Regions from separate parts of the Rattus norvegicus genome. Here all the other regions are linked to region 1. A link is a contact called in public Hi-C data. All regions are on one chromosome and are shown on one strand. Each heading gives the region's core, a stretch centred on a gene start, on an enhancer-like site or on the middle of the called end of the contact. The rest is flanking DNA. Distances are from core to core; before and after follow the strand shown. Region 1 overlaps Greb1l (GREB1 like retinoic acid receptor coactivator). Region 2 overlaps Greb1l (GREB1 like retinoic acid receptor coactivator). Region 3 holds the start of Greb1l (GREB1 like retinoic acid receptor coactivator).

Evidence for each region. A called contact is a pair of places that touch in the nucleus more often than the background predicts.
Region 2: a Hi-C map of liver shows a contact between it and region 1, with 2.5 times the contacts expected there. The contact joins two enhancer-like sites. A contact is called at or near these places in 2 of 12 Hi-C or Micro-C datasets (hepatocytes and liver).
Region 3: a Hi-C map of liver shows a contact between it and region 1, with 3 times the contacts expected there. The contact joins the promoter of Greb1l here to the enhancer-like site in region 1. A contact is called at or near these places in 5 of 12 Hi-C or Micro-C datasets (Schwann cells, frontal cortex, hepatocytes and 2 more).

The regions. Positions count from the first base shown.
Region 1 is chr18:1,836,707-1,839,432 of GRCr8, forward strand. All of the region lies in intron 12 of Greb1l (GREB1 like retinoic acid receptor coactivator), which reads left to right. Among named protein-coding and RNA genes, the nearest start is that of Hspd1l1, 23 kb to the right of the region's middle. Within about 2 kb of position 1,450, at least 4 of the 93 cell types and tissues checked have an H3K27ac peak or open chromatin away from gene starts, as enhancers often do. A contact at or near this core is called in hepatocytes and liver, where this site is marked.
Region 2 is chr18:1,683,760-1,686,459 of GRCr8, forward strand. The region is part of intron 1 of Greb1l (GREB1 like retinoic acid receptor coactivator); the gene reads left to right. Among named protein-coding and RNA genes, the nearest start is that of Greb1l, 20 kb to the left of the region's middle. Within about 2 kb of position 1,297, at least 10 of the 93 cell types and tissues checked have an H3K27ac peak or open chromatin away from gene starts, as enhancers often do. A contact at or near this core is called in liver, where this site is marked.
Region 3 is chr18:1,664,019-1,666,718 of GRCr8, forward strand. Greb1l (GREB1 like retinoic acid receptor coactivator) reads left to right here and starts at 1,450. Exons shown (of 33, transcript XM_039097272.2): 1 at 1,450-1,640.

The DNA.
Region 1 (2,726 bases), core at 200-2,699:
TAAACCTGTAACTTGAAAATCTTACTTGTTGGTAAATAATAAAGTTATTTAAACTACCTCGTTCTGGCTCATTTGATATCATAAATTTAATTGCTACATACTCTGGACAGTGGGCTGCCTTCTAAGACAGTGCACCTCTGGATGCTCCCTAAATCAGGGAAGACGGTGCTATGTAGAGCAGCACTTCTAGTCAAGCGAAGCAGTCTGATCACATCCTCAGAGAAACCATGGTCCTAGTGAGTTAAATAAACCATAAGACAAAAATATAACATCTTCCTTCCAGTTATTAAAGCCTCTTAGAGAATTCTGATTTAATTAAACAAGATTCTTTTTTTCTCTTTAGGATCAATTCTCTCCATAATTTTACTTCCAGTTATTAGTTCTGCTGGTATTTAGCATAAATACCTGTCCTTCCTCCCTCCCTTCCTCCTTCCCTCCCTTCCTCCTTCCCTCTCTTCCTCCTTCCCTCCCTTCCTCCTTCCCTCCCTTCCTTCCTTTCACCTAGGTTTATACTCCTCTGTCCTCCAACAAATTCTGGTGTTCTTGAAAAAAAAATGTATCCTATCCCTAAAAGTTTAAGAGGCAGAAAAATATTTTCACACATGCATAGATTATAGACATTAAAAAATATCCAAACTTCTAAAATGACCGCCTTAATACTTTGTATCCCCAAGAACTAACAGGGGGAAAGAAAAGCAAGATTCTTCAGAAAGAAAGAGCCTTCCTGTAACAGTCACTTAAATTTTTTTGTGTTATTTCACAAGTTAAAAAGCCCTTTGAAGTACATAATGGAATCAGCACATTCAGATGGGCCTCCGGGCTGTCGGAAACATTTCTTCCTCTTATGGTGGCTCCATCTAAGAAGCCATCAGAGCCGATGCTCTGGGGTATAACTCTCAAAGGGAAAATTACCATTATTGAGCTCGGAAGAGGTGGAGAAAAGGCTCCTAGAATCCAGCCAGGATGGAAAGTAGTAGAAACAGAGAAGGGGACGCATATATTGCTGTGAGAGATCATCTTTCATCTGAAGTGGATCCCCCTCATTTTTTCCTAACAGTTATTCAATCAAAACTTTACAAATGAATTTTAAGATAACAAAGGATGCTGGAAACAAGTTATACCACTTTATTTTCTCCCGGGTGCCTTTGCACGGATTCATTGTGTATCCCAAGAGAATGTGTCGCTGGCTCCTGATCTGCCTTAGCCCTCGTGCATCTATAAAATGGGCCTCTGAGCCTTTCAGGTTTTGAATGGATGACACTAGGGAAAGGAGGCCAGGCCTGCTTTTCGTTTGTCATGTGCTCTGGTGGAAGAGGGCTATAGAAAGGACCACCTTCCTTCAGATTTTAGTTCAAATTCAGCCATTCTGAATTCACTACACAGTATGAATGCCATGGCTGCGCACCATGATTCTAGTTTGTTAAAGGTTAATGGAAATCAGAGTTGAATGACTCCCAGCTGATCTTTAAAGCCAAAAGTCCCACAGTTCACTTCCACCTAGCATGAGGCAGGGTCAAGAAGGACACAAGAAACCAACATTTTAGGCTAGGTGTGTGGAGACCTAGGGATCAAACCCAGAGCCCGCCTCACTCATGATAGTACCAGGCTATGCTCTAACTCCAGAAGCAAATGTACTGTAAGCATTACTGTTTTCTTCTTGTTTCTATGTATAGAAAACAAGCACCTCTCTTCGAGGTTCCCATTTTCTTTTCCTGACCCTCAACTAGTTCTGGAAAAGTTGCTTCTCCAATGTAAATTACTTATTTTTAGACTGTGGTATATTTTGTATAATCCCACTTGTCTTTAAGCAGGGCCAGGAGACCACTTAACTGCATCAGAGCGAGGAATGGTTTCTGACTCTCTGTGTTCCCTCCTTCCAGACAGATCGTAGCCTTATGTTTGTGCTGTATCTAGAGTTCTAAAGCCAGTGCTTAGCCTCAGATCACAGATACTAAAGAGTCTGTTCCTGCTAACAGGAGCCCTTGAGTTTCAAGTCTCTGATCCCCCTCCCCACCCCATCCTGCTTTGGGTGGGGGCAAGTCAATATATCCCCTAGGTTTTAGTTTAAACTAAAGGTAGAATCTTAGTTAATTTGTGCCAATTGGATGCTTGCTGATTTTGTTGTAAAAATTGGTTAAGTTTCTAAAAGAATAAAAAAGAAAATCCCTCTAATTCCAGGGGCCACAGGTCATCAGTATAAGCTTACTCAGCTACGGCTGGGAAAAGAGGCCAAATGTCATATTTGACAAGCCAGAGTGCATGAGAGAATGAGATGACCCAGCATTCTCCGCCTGGGGAGAGTTAGGCAATGTGAAACATGGAAATGGAAATGAAAAAATGACTCATTTCCCTGTGGACAGTGCCAAATTAAATGGAGACAATCCATTAAAATACTTTGAAAGTATCCATGCATAAAATGAGAAATGAATAGAACCCAAAATTGATTACACACCAGTGTGTTTTCTCATTTATTAATCATCAGAATCCATAATGCCAAGGTTTGAAAGTGATTGTTTCTCAGGGCATGCAACAGAATGGGTCTTGTGTCCTTGCAAATCCTCCTTGAAAGAGTACAGGGGAACAGAGCTAGAGCTCTAAAAATTGAGGCCAGAGAGAAGTGAAAGGGAAATTCGCAGTGGTGATTAGTATGAGCCGTGACTTGGGACCCCAGTAAGACACAGTGCTTATCTGCTAGCTGGAGTGTGGTGGGCTTAGAGAACTGTGGG
Region 2 (2,700 bases), core at 47-2,546, 150 kb before region 1:
ATAATTGGGAATGAAGCTTTCTAGTTTGTTTTAAGAAATTGAAATTTTCCCCATGTCTAGTTTTCAAATTGCTATGTCTCTGACTGTTTTTTTTTAACGTCTTTCTAATCAAATCTTCTGTCTGGCCTTGAGCTTTCCATGTGGTGCTTTAAAGAGATGGATGAACCCTAGGTGAGGCTTTCAGGCAGGCTATGTAGTTAGTTCTTTGTGACATTCATTGTCTTGTGTCTGCAAGTCAGATTTTAGGCGCTTGGAGCTGTCCTCCTCTTAAGTCATCATAACTGTCTCTTAAAGAGGTGGTTATTGACTAGAAGGAGGGAGTTTTCCTTGCCTAGCATTCCAAGTAAGCCAGCCAGCAGTTTCTGTAGGCCATCTCCTATGTAGCAGAGATCAGAATCTAGCTAAGTGCCACTTTGCAGAAGACAAGAGCTTACCTCTTGTTGTGTGACCACAAAATTTAAAAAAAAAGTGATTTCCCCCCCTCTTGAAGTGGCAGGATGGCTGGTAGATTCAGTCAACTGATTTTTTCACCTCGCATCTCCTGGAAGCTGCATTGTCTCTTACCACTCCAGTGCACAGTTAGCGCAATTCTTCCTGACACTACTGGTGACTTTAAAACCCAAGCGTCTGGTTAGAGTTGGCTTCCTGGAAATCTAGTTTCTAGTTCTTTTGCGTGGGTAAAGGTACTTTTTACGTATTACAAGGTCTGAAGAGGAGCTGGTTCCCTCTGGGATCCAACTGTGTAGCAAGTGGAACTCCCTTGCAACAGTTCAGTGTCCTTTACTGCAGTTGATTTTAGGTCCACGTCTAGCAAAAGTGAAAGAGAAGAAACAGCACAAGGTTGTTTTTGTCCAAGTAAGGTATTGTCTGTTTGCATGTTGTTTCCCCTTCTTCTTTGGAGTATCTTTAATTGATTATTGCTCCTTCTGATCTGAAGAAGGCCCCAGAATTGCTTGCTGGTTTAACACATTAGAGGTTTGGAAGCACAGATGCTGTGGATTTGTGAATGTTAATCGGAATAAAATATTCAGTATTAGAGAGTGAGTTAAGTAGAGTAAGTTAGAATTAGAAGCCATAGCAGCATGGCCACAGTTGCTAGTCACTTTGCTCCTGCTTTAATTTGGGGAACTAGTTTGTGGTGGAGGGGAAGGTCTCATCCTGTTCACCCATCCCCCTCCTGGCTATCCTTCACCCCCAACCTCTAACTCTCCTTCAAGTCTCACTGAGGAGTTATAGTCTCTCCAGAGGCTCTGCTGCTGATGCCTGGAAAGTTTACACTGCAGAGAGATGTTTTGTTTGGCATAGCTAATCAGGAGCCAGGCTGGAATTGCTCATAGCTGTCATTCAGGTTTTGTTTCAAAGTCCAAGGACCTGCTGGGAAAAACAAAAAGCTAATGAAAGCTGACTGTGGCCTCAAATCTGTGGAGTCTGAAATGATGCCCTAACAGTGTATTCTTATTCTTCCACATTCTTGCTGTTGCTAAGGTAACAGATTTTTGGAGGCTTTTCATCTTCATTGTCAAGTATTTGCTACACTTATTGTTGTTTTTCAGATTAGAGCAATTCAGATTATCTCCTTTTGAGAGGAAGTAAAAAGAGAAAATAACAGGAATAAAATGTCTGAATCAATTACCTCAAATGCTAGAAAGACAGGGACTTTGCATTTGTGTGTTTTGTTTTGTTTTTATGTCTTAAAACACTTAGCTTCACAACATGTGTTAAAATTTAGGATGAGATCCTCAAGTATAGGAGGATACATATGTGAAATCCCCAACCTGTAAAGTGATTCAGTAACGTTCATGTAATCTGTAAAGACCCAATCTAAGAGAAAAAGGGTTGTAGAAAAGTCTTTAAAAATCATTCCTCTTGAATGAAAAACCAAATGATGTAAAAAAAAAAAAGTGATGTGCTTGCTTTCTAAACTGTAAATTGGAAATTTAAGAGGTATGTCATACCGAATGTAGTTTTCAAAACTACAACATTTGCTTTTACAGATGTGTTCCCTAATGGATGAACTTGCATCTCCTTGAAAATGCTGTTATTTTTACAGTCCAAATGGGGTGTACCACATTACCCGTGGCATAAGAGAAAGATTGATTTTCTGCAGCCAAGGTGTCCTTTGTGTTGGCTTTAGATTTGAGACCCCAGGGATGTGTGTCATGTGACTGCATTGTCCAGATGTTGACCCATTGACAGATAACATGGGTTTTCTACAGATTTATCGAACATCTTCATCCAGTCCCTATGGTAACAAGGAGAATATTGACACATTGCAGTTTTGGTTCTGATTGAATCACATCACTAATTTGGTCCCAACTGAAAAAAATCCCACCATATATTCATAGAGATAAGATCTGGCTTAAAATGAGAAAGGGAACATCTAGCTAGTGGGGCAGAAGCCATGAGTCTGGAAGGGAAGTGGTCAAGTATGTCAGAAGGCCTCTTTTGTTTCTGTATCCGAGCCTGGAATCTTCTCTCCTCCCTGCCTGTCTGAACTGTATGATCCTTAAGGCCCCACTCAGCTACTCTTTGTCATTAAGCTCTTGTTAACTAGATCTGTGGTCAGGTAGTTAGAGAGGCTGTACTCTCAGCCTGATTAGGATTGGGAGATATGAAGGGGGGACAGAACATAAATTGAATATATCACTGAAATGGAGAAATTTTACCAGGTAACATTTTCAAGGAAACAAGACAGCCATC
Region 3 (2,700 bases), core at 200-2,699, 170 kb before region 1:
AGGCTATAAGGATTATTCAATTTTAAAACAAAGATGGAAACATTTTACCTCTTAGCCCCTTCTTAGGAGCTAAACAAAAACAAAGTCAGCCAAGTCTGTCTTCCTAAGGCAGGAGAAAGAGAAGACAATTCAAGCTGCGGACACAACCAAAGAGAAAAAGGAAAAAAATATTTTGGCTTGAGAGGAAAGTTTAAAAAGCAAGTCAAATATATTTAGAAATTATGCTGGTTTATTAAAGTGTTGGTAATAAGTTTACCTTTAATATCGAGGGTCAGCTCTGAGATCATATATGTACAAGAAACATTAAACAGACTGAGGAAGACTATGTACATACAAATGTCTGTACGAACATTTGTATGTATGTATGCATGTATGTATGTATGTAACAAAAGTTAAAAAAGGAGGCCATAAATTTTAGACAGAGCAAGGGTGTGTATGGGAAAAGGAAGGAGTGGGAGATTTAATTAAAAAAATTAAAAAGCAAGAGGAATGAAAATACTTACTTAGAGATCATATGTGATAGAGTTTAATTAACATTCTTTCGACTATGATTAAGAAAGTACCACAATGCTTGACAACAATGTCAACTGACCAGCAGCTGGGTCCGCAGTATCTCAAAGGGATTAAACATGTCTCAACTTTTCTGTGCTTTGCGTCTAGCATGAAGTTGCTTCTACTGGAAGCTACGGTCACTGATGTCTCTGGCAGCAGTTTCAGTTCAAGAACAGGAGCTGCAGCTTTGAATACCAGAGGCCATCAACTGAAAATTGGAGCCCCGTTTGTCACTATCTAGCCACAGCATCCCTCCAGAACTTTTGTCCCAGTAGCAACCATTAAGGACCAGAGCCAGCTGGAAGTAGCTGGTCTTGGGGAAACGTTGGTCTACGGGAGGCTCTGCAGGAGCCAGGGCTACCTTGGGAGTCCAGGAGAATAGGGCCACTGCCTTGGAGCTTCATCAGAGAGGTGCAGAAATCTGCTCAGGCTTGGAGCTCCAGGGTGGGTTTGGTTTTGTCTGCGCCCTACAACCCCGGTTTATGCAGAAGGCTCTTGACTGACTATTGCCCAGGCAATGGAACTTTGTCCCTAGATACAGTGACAAAGAAGTCACACAGTGACTTGAGAGCATTCGGAATGTAGTAGGGTCCGGAGAGAAAATAATTGTACTTCTTGACCACGCTCTTCAGCAGCACTAGGGGGCAATCCTTCTTCCCAGAAGACCCCCAGCGCACTGCCACCTCCCCATCCCAGAGTGGCCACACACATCATCCGCGCCAGAGTTCTCAAACCCAAACGTGAAGGCTACATGTAGGACTCCGCAGCACGTGGGCGTTCATTGGGCACCGTGTGCTCCCCGATACTCTAGGGATTGAAGGCGAGGGAGTCCAAAAAGCCACCAGGGTGCTCAGGCCAGGAGGGAACAGAGAGGAGGGGGGCGAGCAGGAGGGGCAGCACCTGAGGAATCCGCCTCCGGCCGCGGTGGCGCCTCGCTCCGCCCCCGGGAACTGAGCGCGCAGCCCGCGCCCTGCCTCAGAGACGCCAGCCACCGGCGGCGCTAGCCCCTCTAAGCAGAGCGCAGCACGAAGCCGCCCGGGGCTGTGGAGACCACCCTGGCCCTCTGCCCTCGCTCCCGCCGGGGCCAGGTGAGCTACTTGTGGGGACTCACGGGGGCCGGGAGGCGAGGGGACTCAGTGGCGGGCAGGGCCTGTCCTCTGGTGGGCTGGACACCTTGCCTGCACAGGGCCGCGGACTTTCTTCTGGAGGAACTGACTCGTGCGGCCGGGCAGGCGCCTGTACCAGCGGGAAACAAACCCCATCCTGGTCCCCGTCCCTGGCTACCCCCTTTCGCCGTCTGCGGCCACAGGCCTGTCACCCGGTCTCCGTTGCTGCCTTTGTGGCGGGAGGGAGGTGGCTGATGCGGTGCGGGGGTGAAGGAGTTGCGGCGAGGGGGCGCGTCCTGGCCGCTCCCCGAGCACGAGGGCATGGCTAGCGGTCCCCGAGCGCCGGACGGACAGCAAGAAGTGGGACGCGGAGGTTTCGGAGCAGAGGATGGGTAGAGCCTGGCTTGGGAAAGTTGAGAGTAGCCAGATGTGGTCAGGCATTCGCTGGGGTCCACGCCAAATGTCACTTCGTCACACGCGCGTCTTCCGGTCAACATTTCCATTTCTCTGAGAGCGGTTCCTATCTGCTCTTATTCTGAATGGGACACAAAGGGTTGTGTTGACAGCTGACCGTGAAAATATACGGTGAGGTGAGGAGTGCCCTGGCCAGGCGGGGTGAAGGTTAGCGGTTGGTTAAAGTCCCTGATTCCTGAAGTCCTTCTTCTGAGCCTCATTAAAAGGAGATTATCTGTTCACTGCATGGAGTTTCTCATTGAAACCAAGCCTTAAAAACATGCAGGACGGAGAGGATTTTTGCGCCAGAAAGCTAAGAACTGAGCTGTGTTCCTTTTTCTTCTATAAACTCCATCCCGGACCCGTGTCCCTGACTAAATAAAAAAAAATTTTGATTTCTACTTTTGAAACCGTGAGATTCTACACTCTGCCTCTCTTGAGAAACCGTCCTCAAATCCCATTTTAAAACAGCCTTGTAGATATAAGCAGTTCAAAAGGGTTTACCCGATTTTTCCTCTTAAAAACCACTCGCACCTCTGTCCTATTCTGATCGGAAATTCTGCCTTGAGTTTAGTTATTGTTTTGATTC